Linked DNA regions of Mus musculus: regions 1, 2, 3, 5, 6 and 7 are each linked to region 4. A link is a contact called in public ChIA-PET, HiChIP or PLAC-seq and promoter capture Hi-C data. All regions are on one chromosome and are shown on one strand. The core of a region is the stretch at or near the end of the contact, and the rest is flanking DNA. Distances in the headings are between cores, read along the strand shown. Region 1 holds the start of Reep4 (receptor accessory protein 4). Region 2 holds the start of Ppp3cc (protein phosphatase 3, catalytic subunit, gamma isoform). Region 3 holds the start of Fam160b2 (family with sequence similarity 160, member B2). Region 4 holds the start of Chmp7 (charged multivesicular body protein 7). Region 5 holds the start of Nudt18 (nudix (nucleoside diphosphate linked moiety X)-type motif 18). Region 6 overlaps Slc39a14 (solute carrier family 39 (zinc transporter), member 14). Region 7 holds the start of 1700092C10Rik (RIKEN cDNA 1700092C10 gene).

Evidence for each region. Promoter capture Hi-C pulls out the DNA fragments that hold promoters and counts their contacts. ChIA-PET counts read pairs in DNA pulled down with a chosen protein or histone mark. HiChIP or PLAC-seq counts read pairs in DNA pulled down with a chosen protein or histone mark. Capture Hi-C pulls out chosen DNA fragments and counts their contacts.
Region 1: an H3K4me3 HiChIP or PLAC-seq map of bone marrow-derived macrophages shows a contact between it and region 4, with 3 times the contacts expected there. The contact joins the promoter of Reep4 here to the promoter of Chmp7 in region 4. A contact is called at or near these places in 1 of 39 promoter capture datasets (pre-B cells), 1 of 484 Hi-C or Micro-C datasets (B cells), 2 of 115 datasets of contacts at active chromatin or transcription factors (bone marrow-derived macrophages and pancreatic cancer cells) and 1 of 9 other capture datasets (liver).
Region 2: a promoter capture Hi-C map of pre-B cells shows a contact between it and region 4, with 5 times the contacts expected there. The contact joins the promoter of Ppp3cc here to the promoter of Chmp7 in region 4. A contact is called at or near these places in 7 of 39 promoter capture datasets (the HPC-7 cell line, cranial neural crest, frontonasal cranial neural crest and 4 more), 2 of 484 Hi-C or Micro-C datasets (CD4 T cells and cortical neurons), 2 of 115 datasets of contacts at active chromatin or transcription factors (bone marrow-derived macrophages and memory CD8 T cells) and 1 of 9 other capture datasets (adipose tissue).
Region 3: a contact with region 4 is called in an H3K4me3 HiChIP or PLAC-seq map of bone marrow-derived macrophages, with 5 times the contacts expected there. The contact joins the promoter of Fam160b2 here to the promoter of Chmp7 in region 4. A contact is called at or near these places in 5 of 39 promoter capture datasets (the HPC-7 cell line, cranial neural crest, liver and 2 more), 1 of 115 datasets of contacts at active chromatin or transcription factors (bone marrow-derived macrophages) and 1 of 9 other capture datasets (adipose tissue).
Region 5: a promoter capture Hi-C map of liver shows a contact between it and region 4, with 2.4 times the contacts expected there. The contact joins the promoter of Nudt18 here to the promoter of Chmp7 in region 4. A contact is called at or near these places in 2 of 39 promoter capture datasets (liver and pre-B cells) and 1 of 9 other capture datasets (liver).
Region 6: an RNA polymerase II ChIA-PET map of memory CD8 T cells shows a contact between it and region 4, with 6 read pairs. The contact joins the enhancer-like site here to the promoter of Chmp7 in region 4. A contact is called at or near these places in 8 of 39 promoter capture datasets (the C10 cell line, cranial neural crest, frontonasal cranial neural crest and 5 more), 1 of 484 Hi-C or Micro-C datasets (B cells) and 2 of 115 datasets of contacts at active chromatin or transcription factors (large pre-B cells and memory CD8 T cells).
Region 7: a contact with region 4 is called in an H3K4me3 HiChIP or PLAC-seq map of embryonic stem cells, with 4 times the contacts expected there. The contact joins the promoter of 1700092C10Rik here to the promoter of Chmp7 in region 4. A contact is called at or near these places in 4 of 39 promoter capture datasets (the 3T3-L1 cell line, cranial neural crest and stem cell-derived epiblast-like cells) and 1 of 115 datasets of contacts at active chromatin or transcription factors (embryonic stem cells).

What each region holds. Positions count from the first base shown.
Region 1 is chr14:70,543,751-70,547,020 of GRCm38.p6, forward strand. Reep4 (receptor accessory protein 4) reads left to right here and starts at 1,501. Exons shown (of 8, transcript NM_180588.2): 1 at 1,501-1,988; 2 at 2,727-2,799; 3 at 3,180-3,256. The coding sequence starts at 1,957.
Region 2 is chr14:70,287,925-70,290,912 of GRCm38.p6, forward strand. It overlaps Ppp3cc (protein phosphatase 3, catalytic subunit, gamma isoform), which reads right to left and starts at 1,573. Exons shown (of 14, transcript NM_008915.3): 1 at 1,257-1,573. The coding sequence starts at 1,305.
Region 3 is chr14:70,598,074-70,601,127 of GRCm38.p6, forward strand. It overlaps Fam160b2 (family with sequence similarity 160, member B2), which reads right to left and starts at 1,762. Exons shown (of 17, transcript NM_194345.1): 1 at 1,669-1,762. The coding sequence starts at 1,713.
Region 4 is chr14:69,731,056-69,734,146 of GRCm38.p6, forward strand. Chmp7 (charged multivesicular body protein 7) reads right to left here and starts at 1,515. Exons shown (of 10, transcript NM_134078.4): 1 at 1,136-1,515. The coding sequence starts at 1,434. It overlaps 4930480K23Rik (RIKEN cDNA 4930480K23 gene), which reads left to right and starts at 1,779. Exons shown (of 3, transcript NR_130157.1): 1 at 1,779-2,613.
Region 5 is chr14:70,576,470-70,579,471 of GRCm38.p6, forward strand. Nudt18 (nudix (nucleoside diphosphate linked moiety X)-type motif 18) reads left to right here and starts at 1,355. Exons shown (of 3, transcript NM_153136.5): 1 at 1,355-1,641; 2 at 2,443-2,656; 3 at 2,865-3,002. The coding sequence starts at 1,480.
Region 6 is chr14:70,339,459-70,342,790 of GRCm38.p6, forward strand. All of the region lies in intron 1 of Slc39a14 (solute carrier family 39 (zinc transporter), member 14), which reads right to left. Among named protein-coding and RNA genes, the nearest start is that of Slc39a14, 10 kb to the right of the region's middle. Within about 2 kb of position 2,078, at least 69 of the 459 cell types and tissues checked have an H3K27ac peak or open chromatin away from gene starts, as enhancers often do. A contact at or near this core is called in liver and memory CD8 T cells, where this site is marked.
Region 7 is chr14:69,170,518-69,173,491 of GRCm38.p6, forward strand. 1700092C10Rik (RIKEN cDNA 1700092C10 gene) reads right to left here and starts at 1,326. Exons shown (of 3, transcript NR_045931.1): 1 at 1,059-1,326. It overlaps Nkx2-6 (NK2 homeobox 6), which reads left to right and starts at 1,285. Exons shown (of 2, transcript NM_010920.2): 1 at 1,285-1,531. The coding sequence starts at 1,285.

The sequences.
Region 1 (3,270 bases), core at 251-2,750, 810 kb after region 4:
CCACAGTTGGACAACATAAAGAGACTGAGCCACTTCGGAGCAGTCAGACCTCAACGGGATGTCTCCCAGCCCTCCCTTCGAGGCTCCGGGATCTCTGCAAAAGTAGGGACAGACAGACTGTAAAAAGCAGGGGTGGTGGATGCCTCCACAGAAACAATCTTTTCCAGACCAAATGGGCAGATGCACACATGAATTCAGAGACTGTGGCAGCGTACACTCGCCCTGCATAAGCTCAAGCCAGACACAAAGACCAGCACAGAGGAGGGGAAGTGGGCACAAAGTCTCTCTCATCCCTAGCCATGAAGCTATTCGAAACTGATATCTGCTGGAAAAGGGAAAGTTAGTCTTCTCCAATGGAGCTGCACTGGGTATATTAACTATACTCCAGGGTAGGTCCCATGCTCAGGAGTAGTTGGCCATCACAAATCAGACTCCATGGTTCTGTTTGGTTTTTGGGGTGTGTGTGTATGTGCGCGCACTTGAAAGGCATAGGCAGGTAGATCTCTGAATTCAAGGCCAGCCTGATCTACAGATAGAGTTCCAGGACAGCCAGGGGTACAAAGAGAAACAATGTCTCAAAAAAAACCAAAAACAAAAACCCTACGATGATGATGATGATGAAGAAACTAAGGTACTAACGATGATGACGATGACAGTAATGATATATCTAAGTTTGTCAAATGTTATAGATAGCCAGTGTGGCCAATCTAATAAGAAGACGCTTCAACAATTCCATCATTTCGCACAACAACAACAAGAAGCACAAAACAGCAAGTGTTGATTTTAGAATTTTCTGGGATATCTCTATTCCTGTCTCAGAAACAGGTGGGTTTTCAAAATTCTAGGAAAGAAGATCCGGGGTGAACCCGGATCATCACTCAGTCTCTAAGACACTGGGGTCAGAATGCCCAGGTATATGGATCGTGGAAAGATGCTTTAGAAACAAGTGGAGTCCTGAAGCTGTCAGAAGGGTGATTCTCCAATCCCACTCTTCCCTCCTTTCTAGCATGGTCAGTCAGCTGGACTTCTGCGAAGGTAAGATCAGATCAGAACGTGCTTCCTGTGGGCCAACCACTCATTTCATTCTCTATCCCATTTTACAGAGATGGAGAAATGATAAAAAGGCATCCGAGGAACACTCTCGAGTTGTCTTTTATTTCCTCTCCTTTCCTTTTGTTTGTTTGCAACAGTGTATTGATGATACACCTGTAATCCAGCCTCACTGATAATTCTCCTGTCTCCACCTCAGAGACTCCTGTGCGCCACCCACACCTAGCTAGCAGTTCGGGGTTTTTTTGTTTTGTTTTGTTTTGTTTTGTTTTTTGTTTTGTTTTTTTCCTCCCTATCTGTCCACCTGCCAACCTTTCAGAAGACTATTCGACCGGCGGCCCCACCTCCGAAGTGCGCCGAGCATCGCCGCTTTAAGAGACGGTCCTTTTGTCTCCCTGACCTCGTCCCGCCCCTCTGAGGGCTCCATTGCGCCTGCGCCTGGAGCTTGAGCGCTGGGGTTGGGCAGGATCTGGTTCCGTGCAACTTTTAAGTGAGTTACAAACTCCGCCCCGAGACCGGTGCAGGTGGTCGGGCGCTCTGCCACCCGGGCGGCAGGTGAGAGCTGAGGTCCGGCCTGCCACCCGGACCCGAGACCAGCAGCGCCGCCCTCGACGGGGGACGAACGGTTCTCCGCGGCAGGAATTGTGGGACTGAGCCGCCAGGATTCGGCGAGGCGGAGGGACGCGCCCTCCCGCCTCGATCACAAGGCGGCTTCCTCTGCTAGGCCCTCGGTCCCCTGGTTCCGGGTTCTCCTGGCTCCCCGCACTGCGGGGTCGAAGTCAGGGGTGGTGATCTCCGCCTACACCGAGGGAGAGGTGTACTGCAGCACCACTCACCCCCTTGTCCCAGCTCCTGAGTGAGCGTCCCTCCGCTTGTCTCTTGGGGTCATCCCCCTAGGCTGTCAGGATGGTGTCCTGGATGATCTGTCGCCTGGTAGTGTGAGTATGGTCACTGTGAGACACCTCCCCCCTCCCTTTTGTCCCAGGATGCCAACCTGCCTTTGGGTGGAAACTGGGGACGTTTGTAAAGAAGGGAAAATTTAAAGACTTCATGACCCCGTTTCCCAGCACACACTTAACGGTCCTGGGGGTCTGAAGTGGGACCTGGTCACTGCATACCTTGTTTCCACCCTGCAGCCTTCTGGTCTGACAGAGACCCTTCCTGCAGACAGGTGCTGCTAGGGCTCAGGGCTTTTACCACCTACAGTCCTGTGAGAAGGTGATTAGGTACTGCTGTGGGCGGAGAATCTAGGTGCCTCCTTCCCATCTGAGCAGCCACATGACCCACCACCCTAGCTTCAGCTTCTGCAGCCTGCACCTCACTTTTGGATATCCCAATACCTGGCTCAAATGTCCCTCACTGCATGCTGGTGGTCCTGGGCCTGATTACGTGTAGTGGGAGCGGACAGCCTAGTGTTCTCACCCACCTTGTGTGTTCTCAGTCTGTCCTGTACCCATGGGCCACCAGCGCAGGCCTAGGCAGGCTTGGTATGTTTGTAAACAGCCGGGTGGGGAGGCAGCCTCCGGGGCACTGACTCAGGCACCCAGGGTTGTGCAAGCCAAGCGGGAAAAACAGGGCAGGCACTGCCATCTCGCACCCAGGTCAGGGGGAGCAGCCACCTGGCAGGGAGAGGGTGGGGCATGGTCCCCTCACACTTCCTGTGACTGCTGTTCCAGGCTCATATTTGGCATGCTGTATCCTGCGTATGCTTCCTACAAGGCCGTGAAGAGCAAGAACATTCGAGAATATGTGAGTGCAAAGAGTGGGGTAGACGACAACATTGAGGAATGGTCAGGGAGGTGGTAGGACTTGGTGATGCTGGAGGGCCTGGCCTGTCAGACTCCAGGGGCTCGATCGATGGTGGAACAGATCTCAAGTAGAGTGGTCTAGTGGAAGGAAGGCCAGCCATTATTAACAATAGCCATGGAGGATCTCGTGGGCGAAGCATGCTGGGGGGGGGGGCACTGGAACGGAAGGCAGTTTCTCAGGGGCTCCTGTCTAAGCAGATGTGGGAAACTGTAGCCAGCAATGCAGTGGGACTGGCTTTGAGGAATCTCTGGGTTGGGCAGGCTGGGGGCGGGTCCTGGCGGCTTAGGCTCGTGAGCTGAGCTCTGCACTCTGACCCACAGGTACGGTGGATGATGTATTGGATTGTCTTTGCGATCTTCATGGCAGCAGAAACCTTCACAGACATCTTCATTTCCTGGTCCGGCCCAAGGA
Region 2 (2,988 bases), core at 323-2,822, 560 kb after region 4:
AGTGGCGAGAAATCATTTTAACGTGGGAGGAACCCGCCAACACCCTTGCCCTTGCGCAGTTGGTTTGCATGGGCCCGTGCTACCCGGGACAGTTCAGAAGTTAATGTCCACCATGACCTTGCTTCACCAGGGAAGGTTGTAGAAGTGATTCCTGTGTATTAAGAGGCTCAGATCTTCCTCATGGCTTAAATGCTATAAAGCCTTCCACGAAGACCGTCATGGCACTCTAGCTGTTAAAGGACTAAGTCCATTCTATGAACAATTGACTTCAATCCCTAATGATTCCAAATTCTGAGGAAATAAGTCTCAAAAGTACTGTCTGCCAAGGCAGATAACTAACATTTATGACACCAATACTATCCTTCTCTCTCTGAGCACTCAATAGGCTCCCCCTTATTTAAAAAAAAAATTATCATTACTAATCTTAGTTTCCTGTCTCCTAATATCAAAATGAAACGGGGAAATAATTTTTAGTTTTTTCCCACTATGGTGAAAACCACCTCACTCAGAAATAACTGGTCTAAGCATAGCACCTTCTTAGAAAACAGTGCTTTCAAACCAACTATTATTATGGAGGGGTCTTAGAAGTCGGACAATAGAAGCATGTGAATCAGTGGTTATGTTAGACAGGTCCTTTTGGGTAAAGGGCAGAAACTATATCATAAACTCAGAAGATTTAGAAACACTTTCGTGTTTCCTTAGAATAACTGAATATCAGATATAATGAGAGACATCTGGGAGATTATTATTCACCAAGTCCTTATAGCCAAAACTTGTAAGCCCTTTTAAGAAGACTGTGTCACTATCATCTTGTTTCTTTTAATAAAAGCAATGACTTGGGATATGTAGAGAAAGTGAGCCAAACGTGCACAGTATACCCACCACACCCCTCAAAAATAATTTTTTAAAGGGTTTGGTAAGGAGCTGTCAAAAAAGAGCTGAGCCTAAGGAAAGGCATGACTTGGGTGAGTCAAGAGAACTCCCTGCTCACACAACCCAGACGGTGTCCCCAGATGAAAGACCAAAAAGTGGGGAATCAGGAGAAACCGCCTGGATGCTTCGGGAGTGGATGGCGGGCGCGGTCGCTCTATCCACCTCCCGCTAGGTACCCGTCCAGCAGTCACCGGGGACGCCGGCGGACAGCAGCCCGGTCCTCCCCGCGCCCTGCAGCGCCTCCCGCCGCTGCCTCCATCCCCGCTCCTCGAGTCCCCGAGCCGTCGCCCGGCGAGGGCCGTTCCCCGCGGCGCGCTCGGCACCTTTGATGACGCGCTCGGTCGTGGAGAACTGAGGGCGCCTCACGGACATGGTCTCCTCCCGGCTCCGGCGGCCCGCTGGACGCAAGCCGCCGCCTTCCTCCTAGGCGGGCTGCGCTCGGCGAGCGGGCAGCCACCGTGCCGGGCCCCGGAATACGGGGCGTCCTCGGACGGCGGCGGCCGCAGCGCCGCTCCCTCCCTGCGGCGGCGCCCGCGGCTCGGCGGGGACGACCGCGTCGAGAGCTACGGCGACCGCGGCTGAGGGACACAACTAGGGAGACCGCGGCTGCGCGCGGCTGGGGCCCCGCGTGCGCGCCTCCGCGCTCACAACTTCCCGGCGGCCTCGAGGGCCGCAGCCGCGCTCTGCGCACGCGCGGATCTCGGGTCTCAGCTCCGGATTCACTGCTGACCGCCGTCCGCCTCGCGTGGGGCAGATGCTCTGGACGCCCAACCCTGACCTGTAGCTTCTCAAACCAGCCGCTGGGACCTCGGAAGCAGCTGCGACCTTGGGACCAGGCAGGTGTCCTGATTCTTGGTGGCTGCCACTGAGTCTGTGTCCCTCTCATCAGAGAGAGCCCCTATCTCATGAACGCTCTCTCCGTTATCACTGGGGTCCTCCACCCACTTTGTCTCCATAAGAAATTAACCATTCTACCCTGTTTCTCAGGTTACCCTCTCCCATTCACCAACCCCCAAACTTTGAAACCCCTGTCAACTTCATGTTTGTTGCATACAGCTTGTATCTAGCAGCCTAAGTACCTCCGTGGCCATCCTACTCCAGTTCAGCTCCTGGGAGAACCCCGTTTCTGAGAAGCGGTGTCTCCCTTTCTATATACATGAGACAGCAGTCACTCACTGTCTTCTGGGACGCTAGCCCAGGCTTCCTTGAGAAAGGGAATTGACTTCTAACCGATTTCCCCTTATATTGTCACCTGCCTACTTGGACGCATCTATTCCACTGTGGAATAGTGACACACAGTGACACCGCACCTGCCTCCCTACCGTGTGTGAGTGTGTGTGCGCGTGTCATGTATGTGTGGTGTGGAGTAGGTGTGTGTGCATGCATGAAGTGTTTGTATTTGTGTGTGCTGGTGAGCTGGCCCATACGAGCACATATGGAGGCCAGAGGTCGAGGCCATCCTCTAGTGCTCCTACCTTAAATTTAATAGACAGGGTCCCATTAAACTTGAAGCTGACATGCCTGCTAGACTGGAAGGCCAGCAAATTCTCTCACCTGTCCCTCTGCCTGTCCCCTTTCCCCCATAGCACTGAAGTTACAAACGCTGAGGTTGTACCCAGGTTCTATTTGAATGCAGGGACTCAAACAGAACCCCATGCTTGTGTTTCACTGAGCCATTTTCCTCATCCCCTCCTCATATGTTTTTTATTTTGTTTTATTTTTGCAGTGATGGGGACTTGCAATCCCATAGTCAAGTTTCACAATCTGGCTTATTTTTAGGTTAAAAATTGGTCATTATTGCTCCTTAATTAGAAGCCTCTTTCTCACTGAGGACAGGACTTGGCCAGGCAAAAAGTACTTTGCTTTTTTTTTTTATTTTAGCAATGATAATGAAATATTGAAACTTAAATCCAAGGAAACGTACAATTTATAGGCCAACCAGTCTTCATAGTTACTACAATGGCCAATAAGTAACCATATGTGGCATTGTAAATTAAATTTTAGTAGTTCAGTTTCCTCTTGTGTCTTAGCCAAACTTCAAGTGCTGGCTGCATT
Region 3 (3,054 bases), core at 512-3,011, 870 kb after region 4:
ACTTTCTGAACATGGTCTGTATGTTGCACACTGCAGGTAACCTGCCTAAAAATATGTCCCTCCGCTCTCTTCATCTGCAGCCCCTGGTGCTTCAGCTTTCTGTACTCAGAGTGTAAGCATCAAGGACGCTTAGGGCTGTCCCCACTGCCAACCCTCCTTGACAATTGAGCTGTGTCCAGAAGGATGAATTAGTGTATCAGATTGCTTTCTAAGATGACACTTGTTTTTATTTGGGACAGGAAGGAGAAGAAAAGGTGAAAAGGTCATTTTGGAAACTCCCTCTTGGGGGTACCCTAGGCCCTGTTCCTCACAGCAGAGCTGGACAGTGGGGGGAGGGGAGGTTACAGAAGTGCCTCCCTCTCCTTTAACCAGTTCTCCTAAGGCTGAGCCAATTGATATGAACAATAGCAGCCTAGCATGGTGATTTCATCCCAGCACTCGGGAGGCAGAGGCGGGTGGATCTCTGAGTTCGAGGCCAGCCTGGTCTACAGAGGGAGTTAAAGAATACAGGGCTACATAGAGACAACCTGTCTCAAACAAACAAACACCAAACACCAAAAACAATGAAGGTTCTGACTGGGGGGGGGGGGGGGGCGTCAGACCTAAGATTGTTTCTCAGGACACAATTTGATAGACTAAACCCATCAATTAGACAGTGTTCTTATACAATGAGAAAAAAATAATTAACTTTTCAAATAGCTTCTTGCAAGGCTGCTGAATGAAGTGACCAGGGACATGCACTTCCAGAAAAAAGGGGCCTAAACACAAACTGAGAGAGAGAGAGAGAGAGAGAGAGAGAGAGAGGAGAGAGAGGAGAGAGAGAAGGTAAAAGAGAGAGCGCAAGCAAGCTAGCTTTGCATGGAAACAACTCTTCCATTCAAAGCCCCTCCGGCAGGCTGAAGTCCCTAACTCAAGGTCAGCTGGCTCAGTGGCTTGAGATAAGCCTGCAGAGGGCTACTTCCGGGTTCTCGCGACCACCCACCCCTGCAAAGGTCTCTATCACCTTCTTCCTGGGACTTATGTCACTCAGGGCTGCAACTCCCATGCTAAGAGGGAACTCAGTGCGGGAACCCCTGCTCCCAGTAGTTGTCTGGCAGCTAAGAGAGGAAGGGGAAGGCTGTTGTCAATCCCAGGTGAGGAGGAATGGAGGAACGTCAGGAACGAGAAAGGAAGGCTGCCGGGCGGAGGAGGAGGCGTGGGGGCAGATCTGGGAGAAAGGGCTGGTGACAAGGGAACCTTTGGGGAGAGAAGAGTTACAAAGCTAGCGGAAGCTCTCGAGGCACAGGGAACGTTAAAGAAGCCGAGCGGAGCGCAGGCTCGGGGGACCGAGTCGCAGGTCAGGGAGTGGGACACAGGAAGCACAACAGGAAGCAGTGCGGAGGCCGGATCGAGGGATCGGGACTCAGGATCAAGGGAGCATGGCTCAGGATCACGAGAGTCGGGCTTAGGATCAGAAGAGCGAGGCGCAAGATCGAGGGAGCCGGTCGGTCTGGAGAGAACCCCGGAGCTAGGCGCTCCTGGCGGCCGCGACGCGGGACTGTACCCGAAGACGAAGCCCGGAAGCGGCGTCGGGGCCAGGGGAGGGGCCCTGCCCAAGGGGCCCGCACCTCACCCGCCCGCCCCCCTGCCCGCGCCCGCCCCTCCGGTCCGACCAGGGCCCGGCCTCACCGCCCCCACGGCCTCCTGCAGCAGTGCCCCGAGCCGGCTCAGCATGATGGCGGCCCGGCCCGGCTCGCGGCCCGGCTCCCGGTGGCGGCGCAGCGGTGGCGGAGGAGGCGGCCCAACGGGCGGGAGGCGGGACCCGGCTCTGAAACCCCGCCCCTGCCGGAGGGCTCGGGGGCGCTCTAAGCCCAGGGCTGGGCAGGTCCTGATGGAGGGCGGTGGGGAGCACCCTGGGAGCTGATGACCTAAGATTCCTTTGAGTAACACCCAGAGACTTCTAATTCCTCGTGCACCCTCACAATCCTACCAACACAGTAGCCCTGGACACACACGGCTCTGGAGTGTTTAAAATGACCTGGCCCTGACAAGCTGTGTCAAGGACACTCCAGAAGGCAAAGACATAGTGGGAAGAATTGACGACATGTTTAAATGTAATGGATTAGGAATATTGGAATAGGTTATGGCTAATATTAATTTCACCCTGTTGTTCAGTACTTTTATAAAAAAAAAAAAAAAGGTCGTTATTGGAAAAGATGTCCTCTAAGGTTTGCTGTTTGATTAGGAATTGATCCGAAGAGTCCCAGCAAAATCTGTCTCATGTCCCCCGCTCTGGAGGGAAAGAAAGCAATTGGGGTACACCTGCAATCAATCCCAGCACTCAGTAGTATCAACAATTCAAGGAGGTAGTGAGATCCCGTACCAAACACATACACACACACACACACTGACACACACACTCCGAACACAAAGATACATGCATACATACACACACACATACCACTCACACAATTACAACACACTGACACCACACACACATACACACACACACCACTGAGAGAGAGAGAGAGAGAGAGAGGTTGAAGACACGAACTGTTTAAAACAAAAACCAAAGCAAACAATAAAAAACAAGGGCTGCATGAGGCTCTTGGTTCAATCCTCAGTATCAGATAAGTAAATAGATAGATGGATAAATAATACATAAATTATATAAAAATTATGTAAATGTATATAGGTATTTACATAAATTATAAATGATTAAATTACTTACATCTATCTTAAATATCCAGGATATCCTAAAACTCACCATTATTTTTGTTCCAAGGCTGGAGATTATAGGCTTGTGTTACCATACCTGGGCTGCACTATAAATTCCAGGCCAGTCTTAGAAACATAGTGAGACATTAAAAACAAGAGTTGGGCCGGGCATGGTGGCACACGCCTTTAATCCCAGCACCCGGGAGGCAGAGGCAGGCGGATTTCTGAGTTCAAGGCCAGCCTGGTCTACAAAGTGAGTTCCAGGACAGCCAGGGCTATACAGAGAAACCCTGTCTCGAAAAAACAAAAACAAAAAACAAAAAAACAAAAAAACATGTAAATTGCACTTGATGTCAC
Region 4 (3,091 bases), core at 265-2,764:
TGTTTCAAGGATCAGGAGCCAGAGGAGGTCAAGGTGTTAAAGGTCTCTGGATTTGGACAGGCTCCACGACTGTCCTGTATCAGGAGGCCCATTTTGGTTTTGTCCCTTGCTGACTTAACTGTTTTCCACCTTGGGCATCTGGTAAAACATTTTTCAAAGGACAGTTTCTCAGAGGAGAATTTCAGGACGGTTTCTTAGGTCAAGGTCGGGCAATGAAAGGTACTGGGAACAGAAGTCAAGAAGGGCGACCATTTAATGAGAAAGCATTATCCTAAAACAAACGCAGACCCTTGGCTTTCTCTTTGTTCATAGAAAGAGACACGGTGCTGGGCTGAGCTGGGCTGGGCATAACATGTACAGTGTGAAATACAAATGATTTCGAATTCAAAGGAAGGATCCAGCCCTGGGGTTACTCTAGCTGTGTAACCTGGAATAGGTTAATCTCTCTGAGACTGTTTATTTTTAATAAAGATAACTGCATTATCTTGCCCTGGACTATTAAAAAAGCCAGAGAGTGGAGTTTGACAGTATCTGAAACCATGAAGTACCAGTCATCTATCAGATATGCCACCTCTTCAAGCACAACCTGAACACTGTATCTATCACACACATTTATCACATAAAGCTCTTTCAGAGGCCCCCAGCTACACAGTTAAACTCTCCTCTCTGGTCTAAATAATCTCCGTCCCGGACATACCAGGAAAGGCTACTTGTACGACCTGTACCAGAGTTCTCTTGTCAAGATGTCTAGAATCCCATGAGTACTCTCTCCTTAGCTCTGTTCTCTCTTAGTTCAAAGTACCCACCGCAGAGATCTGCTGTAAAAGTAATTCAAGTCTGGAGGTCCTGTGGAAATAACTGCATAACAGGATCCCAGTTCAAGTGTCCCGCTGACACCTCTGCAAAGATGGGTCTCTTCTGGACCATTCTGCCTATCCCCAGTCACTCCAACCATCCCAGCCCCTCTTTCTCTCTGAGTCCAGACATCCATCCGTGGAGCAGCCTCCTCGTCCCCCTCCTCCTCCTCCACCCACTGAACAAACCCTGGACGCGGAGTCTGGGCTGTCAAGGGGCAGGTCTGATGTCAGCCCTGGGGAGCCGCCCCCCGCCTGGCCCTCTCGGCCTCGGTCCTCACCGCAGCAGGTCCTGCAGCACCGTAGCCAGCCCCAGCGGGACACTGCCCTTGCGCTGGAAGGCCTCCTGCAAGTCCCGCAGTCGCAGGCGCACCACCCCTTGGCGGCGGCTGTGGCTCAGCACCAACGGAGCCCAGAAGCCCATCTTGCTGTCCCAGTCGGTGCTGTTCACCTCGCGACTCCTCTTAAAGGCGGAGAACAGAAAAGACATGCGCTCCTCATCCTCCTCCCACTCGGGCGGCAGGAGGCCCGCCGGGTCTCCCCCGGTCGGGGCCTGGGCCTCCCGCTCCGGGGACCACATCGGAACCCCAGCCCCGCCAAGGAACCGAACACAAGCCTGGCCCGGGTCCCCTTCCGCCCCAGGTCCCTCTCGGCTTCCGTCGTTCCTTCACGCCCTCCTCCTCAGCCATCACGTCACCACCGCCGCCTGTGCGATAAAAGTCCCGCAAGTCTTCAGGGCGCAGGCGTGGCGCGGCATTCATTTGGCCGGGAGGGAGGGAGGAGGGCGTTCTCGCCCGAGAGAGGCAGAACGCAGGCGCCGGACCTTCTCTCCGTGGCCTTTGTGCGACGGGAAGGCTTTTGCGCGTGCGCCACAACCATAGAGTTTGGCGAGGCGTACTAGAGGGGCTACCTATTGCACCTCCCGGGTGGTTCGGGCTTAAGGTTAGCCAGGCTGAGGCTATGGGAGCTGCAGGTGGATACACAACCTTGGATCTGGTGTAGCTCTCCTTAGCCCAGAGACTTTTAAGTTAAACAAACGCCCAAGATACCTTTCTTTCACTAGAATATCAGCCGATTAACAAAAATGGTCCCAAAGCTCCGTGACACTGGACCCATTTTTAGGGCTAGAGATAGTCTTCTTAATCACTTTCTTCCCGCTCTTTAGCTCTGGGATGTCCTTTTTCTCCTGAAAATTCATATTCTGCCAGGTCCTTTAAAAAAAAAAATCGTTCCAACTCTCATCTGAAGCTCCGGCTGCCTTGGCTGCCAGTTTAGCATTTGTCTCTGACCTTTCTGCTTCCTCGAAGGAGAGGGCAGACAGCGATGCAAGTGTCTTGCAATGACAGCGCTACTGCAGAAAATACTTTATGGACTGAGAGGTACTTAAACCTTACCCTCTAGTTACTTTTCCGTCTTGAAGAGTCTTACAAAATTTGTTCAGTGTTGAGAATAAATTGTGGTGGTGGTAGTTATAGCCGGACCGTTCAAAAAGAGACTAGGACGAGCTGTTTTTTAATTTGAAATTTGCACAGACCCGGCCGAGGGCACGCACTCACTACAAGTCTAGAGAGACTGCCCCGACCGTTAAAGACAGGTTTATAAAGGGGAAAACTACTGGTTCCATACTTCCATTAACGTGGTCGCTGTTGGCAAGCATGACAGGATATGAACTTTTAACAAAAATGAGGTATAGCACCATGGCTTCTCTGCTTGATCGAGGAGCAGAAAACCTTCAGGTTACAGAAGCAGGACGATGCAGGTTAGTAATAGTTCCCATAAATACCGTGTATTTATGTTTTGCTTACTTGTGTGCAACTGCACCGCGTACGTCCAATGCCCACAGAGACCAGAAGAGGGTGTTGGATCCCCTGGAATTGTAGAATTGTAGTTTTAGTTGAGCTCTGCCCTGCAGACGACGGTAACTACAGATCCAGCCTGGAAATATGCTGATTTTTAAAAGACTTATCAAGCAAGCAAACAAACAATCTAAAAGGTGAAAGGAACTGTTGGTGTAAACGTTAAAAATTAAAGCGAAAGTTTGTTTCGACTTAGGAAAAAGTAATTTCTGTTAAATAGTCGCCTTTATAAACTGGTATTTCCAGTTTGAGGGAAATGTGATGAGTTTCGGGCTTCAGAGTAGTTGAAACAGTGTTAAGGTGAATTTTCATGAGCATTGAGTTTCATTGAATTTTAATAAGCATTTTGAAGGAGGAAATGGAGTGTTTAGTTATATGATG
Region 5 (3,002 bases), core at 105-2,604, 850 kb after region 4:
CCAGTCAAGTCTACAGAGCACAGATGTGGTTTTGTGGTGCTGGGAATTGAACTCAGGGCCTTGTGTATGCTAGGTAAATACTCTACCGCTGAGCTATACTCCCCAGTTTCACGGTGTGTGTGTTCTTGTATGTGCAGGTGTGCTCTATGGACTATGGCTTTGAGACCCTACCTGGAGAACAGGTGGGCTGCCTGGTGACGGTGTTCAGATAGTGCATGGCTTCTCCCAAGCTCTCTTGGCTTCTCAACAAGTATGGAAAAGGAGGGCTGTTACAGACCTACTGTACAGATGAGGACATTGAGGCCACCCAGGGCACAGAGCACGTCAGTCAGCAGAGGCTGGATGTCTGGCTTTTAAACTCCAGAGCTTTGTCAGTACCATCAAGCCACTGTCCCCCAAAGGAGGTACACAGAGCCAGCAGTGGGGGAGGAAAGGGAAGTCTGGGATGGGGTGAGGAGCCCAGACTTGGCCTGCTTTGTGGATTCCTCTCAGCTGGCCCTGCCTTCCTGTCCTGAGTGGAGGTTAAAGAAGCTCAGAGGAAGAAAGGTCAGGCTGGGAGAGAAGCAGGAGCTGGCCAAAACAACCCACACCCTGTTCCTCATGACCAGGCCCTGGACGCTGGGTAGGAGGGCACCACCCCTGCCCTCTAAAGATGGAGTCTGTTTCAGAAGCCTGGGAAAAGCATTGGGCACAGGATCGGATGCAGGCTACAGTGCTGACTTCAATCTCCCTTTCATTCATCCCCCCCCCCCTTAGCTTCTTCTCATCCCCAGCCTTGTCCCACCTTGACCACCTGTCCCATCCCTCCTCTGAGGCTTGTCAATCACGTTCCCCATCCCCCACCCCACCCCCAAACCAATCCTTTAGCCTCGGACTCTTAAAATGCCCTGTGTCCATCGACCTAGACAGATCAGAATTTCTAACGCAACGTTATGTGCCTGAGCCATACCACATTCAGAGCATTTTAACGAAGTCAGAAAGTTATTTGGGGCCTATTCGTCGTGAGCACTTCTGTGGTTCGTTTATGATAAAAGCTGGACAGTGGGAGCGAACGGCGGAGTCTGGGCTTCCGTAATGTCATCGGACGAGTGACGCCATCGACCCTGGTCACAGTGGTGTTCATCACCCTACAGGCAGGATGACATCACCGTCGGAACCCGCGCGGACAAGTGCGTGCTGGGTGAATTAGCTAATCGCTAGGGAGAGTGTGAAGTGAGGCTGAAACCCAGGAGAGGAGGGGGCAGAGGGAGGATCCCGGCGCCCCGCCCTCCCGATAACCGCTGCGAGCTGGCCAATCCGGGCAGGCCGCAGTGACGCGCAGCCTATCAGCGACCAGGTCTCTCCCGGAGGTTCCGTGTTAGTCTTGGCCCTCAAGTCAGGGGAGGGGGCGAGGGCGCCGCGGCCCACCGCAGCTCAGGTCCCGGCCGCTTGCCTCCGGGGGTCTGGCAGGTCCCGGCTTGCCACCTCCCCGGAGACTTGATGGCCACGGAGGGCCTGGCAGGGGCGCTTGCCACCGTGCTGGGGGGAAAGGGGTTGCTGGTGCAGAGCTGTGACTCGGAGCCGGCTGGGAAGCCGCTGTTTCCCGTGCGGCTGCGGAAGAATGTCTGCTACGTGGTGCTGGCCGTGTTCCTCAACGAGCAGGTGAGCGTCCGACCGGCCGCTGGCCTTCGGCTGGTCTCGGGAGCGTGCCGCCTGCCCTGATCTGAACAGGCGAGCCAACGGCCGCTGCCTGTATGTGGCGCTTCCCAATGTTGCAAAGCACTCTCAACACTAGCAGCTGAGCTGAGATCGTCCTTCTGTAGACTCTATAATATGGAAGGAGAAGCCGAGGTCCCGGGGCGGTTTATCTCATCCACTAGACCTCGCCCCCCACCAGGAGAGGCCTGTAATATGCCCCCTTCCTTTCCAGGAGTCTAGACTCTCCCGGCGCCTCGGGAGAGTAATGGGGAGCTTACATGCAGGCCTCCGATCCTGTGAGAGTTCTTTTTAGTGATCACTTCTGCACAAGTCAGCGTTATAAAATCCTGGCCAAGAAGGGGTAGGTTGGTATAGGGGTGGAGCTAAGTTTCAAAGCCTCAGACCCTAGATTGAGGACTTGACACAGGCGGTTTGTAAGTCCCATGGGAACAAGAGCAAGACAGTGGCATAAATGAGTCAGTATAGGAGTGGTGGCAACCTTCAGGAGGAAGCCTCCTAGAGCAACGCCCAAGGTCCTCAGCCCCTTTCTACAACAGAAGTCCCTCTGGGTTTGAGTTACAGCAAAGCGGAGACAGCCACTGCTTTCAGCCATATCAGGGCCTGACTCCTGAGGATCCAGCATCCTAAAGGTGTCTGTCTACCAAGAAGGGAGCTTTGGGCTGCCATCCAGGTAGGGGCTACTCTTCTGAAGCCCCCAGACTGGCTGGGTAGGAGTGAAGATTGTCTCACTTCCCTCCCTCCCAGGATGAGGTGTTGATGATACAGGAGGCCAAGAGGGAATGCCGGGGGACATGGTACCTCCCTGCAGGAAGAATGGAACCAGGAGAAACCATCGTGGAGGCCATGCAGCGGGAGGTGAAGGAGGAGGCAGGGCTGCTCTGTGAGCCAGTGACACTGCTGTCCGTGGAGGAGAGGGGCGCCTCCTGGATCCGCTTTGTGTTCCTCGCTCGACCAACAGGTATCCCCCACCTAGTGACATTTCTCACGGTCCCTCATCCATAGCCAGCCATACTGTGGGCTTCTGCTTATGGCCATTGACCTACTACGGGCTAAGAGCTTTTGGGGGTCTCTCTCTCTCTGGAGTGTTGGGGTGGCCATTTACTCTCTCAGGCTCAACCCTTCTCATACTGGCCCTCTTCCCACCCCACCCCCCAAATCTCTCCTAGGCGGAGTTCTCAAGACTTCCAAAGATGCTGATTCTGAGTCCCTCCAGGCCGGCTGGTACCCACGGGTCTCCCTGCCCACACCGCTTAGAGCCCATGATGTTCTGCACCTGGTAGAGCTAGGCGCCAAATTCTGCCAAC
Region 6 (3,332 bases), core at 828-3,327, 610 kb after region 4:
AAAATCTAATTTCGTTTTTCTAAATAATTAGCTGGTTATCCCAATATTGCTAAAGCATAGTGTCTATTATTTCTTTATCCTAAAGCACATATACTCCTTTCTAAAGCTCCTTGTGGAGTTCAGGCATCCTGAGGCTCAGGGACCTGGAAGCCAAAGTCAAGTCATCAAGCTTGGTGTCGTTTACCTACTGAGCCATCTCATCAGCCCTTAGCGTCTTCCCTGCCCCAAGTCACTGTGTAAGCCAGGCTGACCTCAAACGCACCGAGATCCACCTGCCTCCTGGACTAGAGGCATGGACCACCTCACTCTTTTCTAAAGTTTTATCTTGAGATAGGATCTTGCTTACTAAGGCCTTAGATTCGATCCCATGGTACCACCCCCAGACAGACAACAAATCACAACCTACCAAAGAAAAGCAATCTAAGTGTGCAGCAGAAAGGACTGCTACTATGAACCCGCGTAACGACATGCATCCAAAGGTGAGGAGTTAGAAAAGACTCTGGGCCAGCAAGATGGCCCAGTGGGTAAAAGTGCCTGGGACACAAGCCAGGTGATCTGAGTCTAACCCCTGAAACTCACTTACATGGGTAAATGGAGAGATCACCCTCCAGAAAAAGAAAAATGTTCTCTGATTTCCACACATGTGCCATGGCAAATGCACTCCCCATCGTACATACACATATAAACTATTGCTAAATAAACATAAGAGCTAAGAGTGCTCCCAGTCACACAGACCTCAGCCTGACCCTGGATCCCACATTATCAACTTCGAGGATCTAAGTCAAGACACAAGCCGATGGGACTTGGTTACCTTACAGCGAGAAGCAAAGGCTGGAATGGCCCCTCCCTCGGAGTAGCCAAAAAGGTGAGATACAGAATAGAAACATAGTACTTGCTATGCCACTCAATAAATGTTAGTTGTCTAGAGACAGAGTAACATAGACAAGAGAAATAAAGAAGGTCTAGAGATACAGCTCAGAGCTGCAACACTCTAGTGGTCCCTCAGCCCCAACCCTGCACTTCCTACAGGGACACCCTGCACCTGGGACGTCTGATCAGGGATGTCAGATGGGGGCGGGGGGGGGGGGCGGCTCTCAGATCTGCAACATCAAACGGGCAGGTGGGTAGCAGGAAGCCTAGGGTTGGGCTCTGAACCAGAGCATCCAGGCCTGCTTTCTGTCACAGGGCTGAAGAGCAGTATTTTTCTCCTCCCTCCTCTTGTTCATAGGTTCATGAGCCAGATTCTACAAAGGTTGTCTCCCTGCATAAGCTGAATGGTACCCACAAATCACCTCCATGGGAAACCTCAGGAATGTGATCTGAGTAAGAAGTGGGGCCTCTGCTGATGAAGTCAGGCAAGGATGTTAAGAGTAAAAGCATCAGGGGGTGGGTGGCTATGGGGGACTTTTGGTATAGCATTGCAGATGTAAATGAGCGAAATACCTAATAAAAAATGGAAAAAAAAAAAAAAAAAAAAAAAAAAAAGAGTAAAAGCATCCTGGAATCTGGATGGGCCCTAAATCCAATGGCTCTCGTCATTATCAGAAAAAGGGGAGGAGATGGGGACATACACACACACAGAATTAAGGAAGGTGGTAGAAGGACCAAAACAGAGGCTAGTGTTATGTAGCCACAAGCCAGGAAGTACCAAAGGTCCCTTCCCCACCTACTGTGACTACTCCTCCCACCCCCAAACCCCTACCTAGACCTGAAGCTGAAGACATCAGGAAGGATTCTTTAACAGGAAGAGCTGTTGGAGCAGAGCCCCACCCACACTTGATCTCAGCCTTCTGACTCCAGGAACTACAGAGAACACCGTGGTGGTTGGAAACCACCAACCTCCGGCAACCTGTCAGGAAAGCGAGCTCTAGGTAAATACTTTGGTGTTGGCATCAAGGCGGGATCACTTTAGTCAGGTTTATAGTTCTAAGATGACTCCTGTGACCCTTGCCTTCTTTGTGGGCAGCACCTGTAATTGAGATGGCACTCCTGCGTCATACCTGCAGGGAGGCTGCAGCTGGTGGCTGACAGATAGGAACTGAGACTGGTGGAGGCCCTGGCCAGCACGTAGCAGGTGGAGGTAAGAGAATCAAGAGTTCAAGGGCATCCACAGCCTCACAGTGAGTGCAAGGCCAGCTCGGGTTACAGGAGACCCTGCTTCAAAAGTTAAAAGGGAGAGAGGGAGCTGGCCTTGTGCCTACACTGGTAGAGTGCTTGCCTAAGATAAACAAAGCCCTGGCTTCCATCCTAAACACAATCTGTGTGGTGGCACCTGCCTGTGATTCCAACAATGGTGGTGAAGGAAGAAGAATCTGAAGTTCAAGGTTTAAGGCCTGCCTATGATACATGAGACCCTGTCCCAGAAACAAAAACAAGAGATATTAGGAAATAGGGAGAGAGGGTTTTCTAGGAACTGAATGTGGTCCCTGGCTAGCAACCAGAGGAAGGGAAAATCCATCCTACATCAACAAGGAGCCGACTTCTTTCCAACCTTGCAAGCCACCCTCCCAGAAAAGAACTTTGGTTGGCACTTCGACTTTAGCTTTGTAGGGCTCTTAGCAAGCTAGACTGGCCAAGAGGAATGGGAAATCACAAAATGGGTGATCACAAACCTATAGTGTTGCACTAACGTGCCTGCCACACACTTCCATTTCCTAAAAGTATGAATGGCAAGTTCTGGTCACAGGTGGTGGTGGCCCCAAGCTGAGCAGGTCTCTGAGCTCCCCCCTACTCTGGATGAACCTCCATTAGCCCGTCCTACTGACAACATCACGCACATGACTACTAGAGTAGTGAGGGCAGAGGACACTCAGGATAGTGGTTTCTGACTATGGCTGGTGTTGATTAGCTTTCACGCAGGCGGCCCCTCTGGCCTTTTAACATCAGGTTACAGTATGTTCTATGAGTTACAATACTACTGAAGCTATGAAGTTAATAAGACTATTGCTTAGGACATATGCCAAGCCAGGCAGTGTCACCTGCCTACAAAGCCAGCACTGAGGGGACACTGAGGCAGGAAGATGGGTAAGACTGAATCCAGCCTGGGTTTTAAACAGAGATCCCATCTCAGAAGAGAGACGTGGACTGGGGAGATGGCTCAGCAGGTAAGAGCACTGGCCTCAAGCCTGACCACCTGAGCTGCATCCTCAGAACCCACAAGAGAAGGCAAGAACTGGTTCTAGCCAATTATGCTCTGACCTCTGCACGGGTGTGCGTGTGAGCGCATACAAGCAGTTGATCAATGTAAAAAGAAAAACTTCAAAGATAAATGTAGCAGTTACTTAGTGTCTTCACTGCTAAGCCTTCCATTTTTCTCCTAAGTTCTAATTTAA
Region 7 (2,974 bases), core at 76-2,575, 560 kb before region 4:
GTTTGCAGCCCCTTTCCAAGAAATAAATTTCTTAAGTTTTTGTGTTTTCTGACTGGAAAGGGGTGGGTGAGTTCCTTTCATGGAGAGTTCAGGAAATAACATCTAGGTCTCTTGTGTAACTGTAAATTTTCGTGAGAAGATTTAAAAAACATTTTATCTGAAAATCCCTTAAATCTCATAGTGAGTTTTTTCTCTTTTAAGCGATCTTAAAAAAAAAAAATCTTCCCATCCTGTTTTGGGAATGTAACACCAAAACCCGGTTTGTTGATCTCCTTCGCATGAGCTCCAGCAGCGGAGAATTCTTGTTTACACGTTGTTTTACTTATTATCCCTCCAGTGGACACTTCTACCCTCCTGAAAACGAGATGTTCGTCCTTTGTCTCTGCACGATCATATCTGCTCACACTCTCCGTGTTCCTAACCATTCGCACACCATGGAGACACCTTATACTATGCCCAAGCTGTGTCCCAGTTCTGAAGATTTAAGACTGGGTAAAATTCCCCACTTACACACGCTTGTACAGGCTTTAAGGCAAGAGAAAGGGGAAGAATCCCGGGGAAGAGATGAAATGAACTTATCTCTACTCTTCTGGGGCAAGAGCTTACCTTGTTTCCCAACCAATCCAGAAATACTTAAAGATGACCAGAGCTCCCCCAACTCAATTTGCCTTCCCTGTCAAGTGACAAGACCCTGGCGCTGCTGGACTCAAAAAGAATTGCTCCTCAGGCTGTATTGGTCATTAGTATCCCGAGAAGAAACCCAGCTTTACACCAGTTGAGAACCACGGGCTTGTCATATCTTGGGGACTCCCCAGCTTTCTATCCTCAGATTTTCCTTTTCCTCGAAGGGGTTAACTGGGAAAAACAGATGGGTTGCTTGCCCTAAAATAGCCCCACAAGTGCCATCCAGGTAATCCAGGTAGCAGGTTCTAGCAGGCTCCCCTCAGACCGGACCCCTCGGGAGCTCTCTGTTGTACACTGTTGAGAAATCTCAGTAGGAACCAAACCTCCCAAAAGGATGTGGAGGGACTGAGGACCAACAGAACGGCCCAAATTACCAGTTTTTGGGTAAGAAGGCTCAGGGTTAGCACGTGGTTTCTGTGGGAACCAATGGAGGACAGCGATCTTATCACCCGGTCCTGGTGCCCCAGTCAAGGGAAGGCGCGGTCCAGGACCTAGTGTGCATCCCAGAATCGATTAGGACTGCCACTACAGAAGAGGAAGTTGGGGGTGCGACACCTGGCTGTGGTCCAGAACTTGCCAGCTCCGCCCCTCGGCTACGAGATGCTGTCGAGTCCTGTGGCCTCCACCCCTTTCTCGGTAGCTGACATTCTCAGGCTGGAGTGCCAACAGAAGGATTCCAAGACCCTGTCACAATGGGAGTTGCATAGGAACCCAGTAAAGCCTCGGTACCTAAGAATGAACCAGGAATCCGGATGGTTTGAGAGCAGCGACAGGGCACAAGCAGTCCCTTTTCGGTGCACCTGGGAGACAGTCCTGGAGATGGGCTCGAATCCTGTGGGGGAGCCACGTAAGTAAGCGCTCTTTCCTACAGGTGTTATTGAGGGAGTGGGTCGTCAATGAGGGAGAAAGTGCATATTTTGGGGTCCCATCCTACCGCCCCTCATTTTAGGAGTTCAAAGGGCAACCTCTCTGTTTCTAGTCCTTGAATTTTGGGATGTTTCTTCCCACAGTCGCCCCTCTAATAACCACAAAGAGGGGATGGAGCCAGGTTATGAGAGCTCCCCTCCCCCTACCTCATCACCACTGCCCTTACCTGACTAACCTGAACCTTCCTGGATGAACCATCCTGGAGCATGTTGATTTATCTGGACATGCGCGCGCGCGCGCGCGTGTGTGTGTGTGTGTGTGTGTGTGTGTGTGTGTGTGTGTGTGTGTGTTGCTTTCCGAGTGAACCTGGGGGTGCTTAAGAATAGGGAACCTTAGTTGGAGATGACCCCCTCAGAATCGTGGATCTTGGTCCAAAAATGCATGGGCAAGCAGTCCAGGGACCCATCCTTAGCTTGTGGAAAGAGAAGGGGCAAACAAGGAATTTGTAATCTGGCTACTTCTATAATAATCCAGGTGGTGTTTATAGGCAGGGAAGGCCTGCTACTGGAAAGAAAGAAATGGACTGTCTTCTCACCCAGCCTCCGGGCCCTTCTGAGTATTCCCACCAGACTGAGGTGGGGAAGGAAATAGTTTGGCACAACCAGCCTACCCTACCAAGCCAGACCACAGATAATCAAGGCCACAGTCTAGCCTAGTAATAGGTAATCTTCGGGGTTATCCTCTGACGTGAGGCTGTTTATCACTGGCCCCCCAAAAGAGAACATTAAATTTTCTTCCGTTCAAAAAGAAATGTATGGTTTTTTTGTAGTGGACACTAAATATTCAGTTCCCTGGGCATGGGTCTGTTAACTTAGAGTTGCTTTTAGCTTTGCTAGAAAAGGTTGTTTCTCTCCCAACTGCTCCAGCCCCAGCCCACCCAGAGGTCCTTTAACTGGAAACTCATGGCGACCTGTCCTCTACCACTGTGACAGCCACCCAGGTCCCACCCCAGCCTGGCTGAGGGCTTTTGGTCAGGGAAATGGGTCATCTGATAAACTTCACCAAAAAGACAAGGGACCTGCCTTCCCATCTGAATCTGCCCTTTCCTCAAAGCAGGGCTCAGGGCTCTCTAATTGTTCTAAGAGGGCATAGGGTGCTAACACCTTTTTATCTGTTTGTCTACTGGGTTTGGGTTTTGTGATTTAACCTTTAATGTGTCCATTGTTGTGAGAGAAAGTAAAGAATCAATTTTTGTTGTGTAAAAATGAAATTCAAGGAAGCCAGATGACACTCCTTATTCAGTCCCCTCTGTCCTACGGAAGCTATGTTCTATCGAACCCAGGGCTCTCATTAATAAACTGAGTTTATTTTCAGTATTCCACTTGAATGATCTGTTTGAGATAAATTTCATAATTTTGGAGAT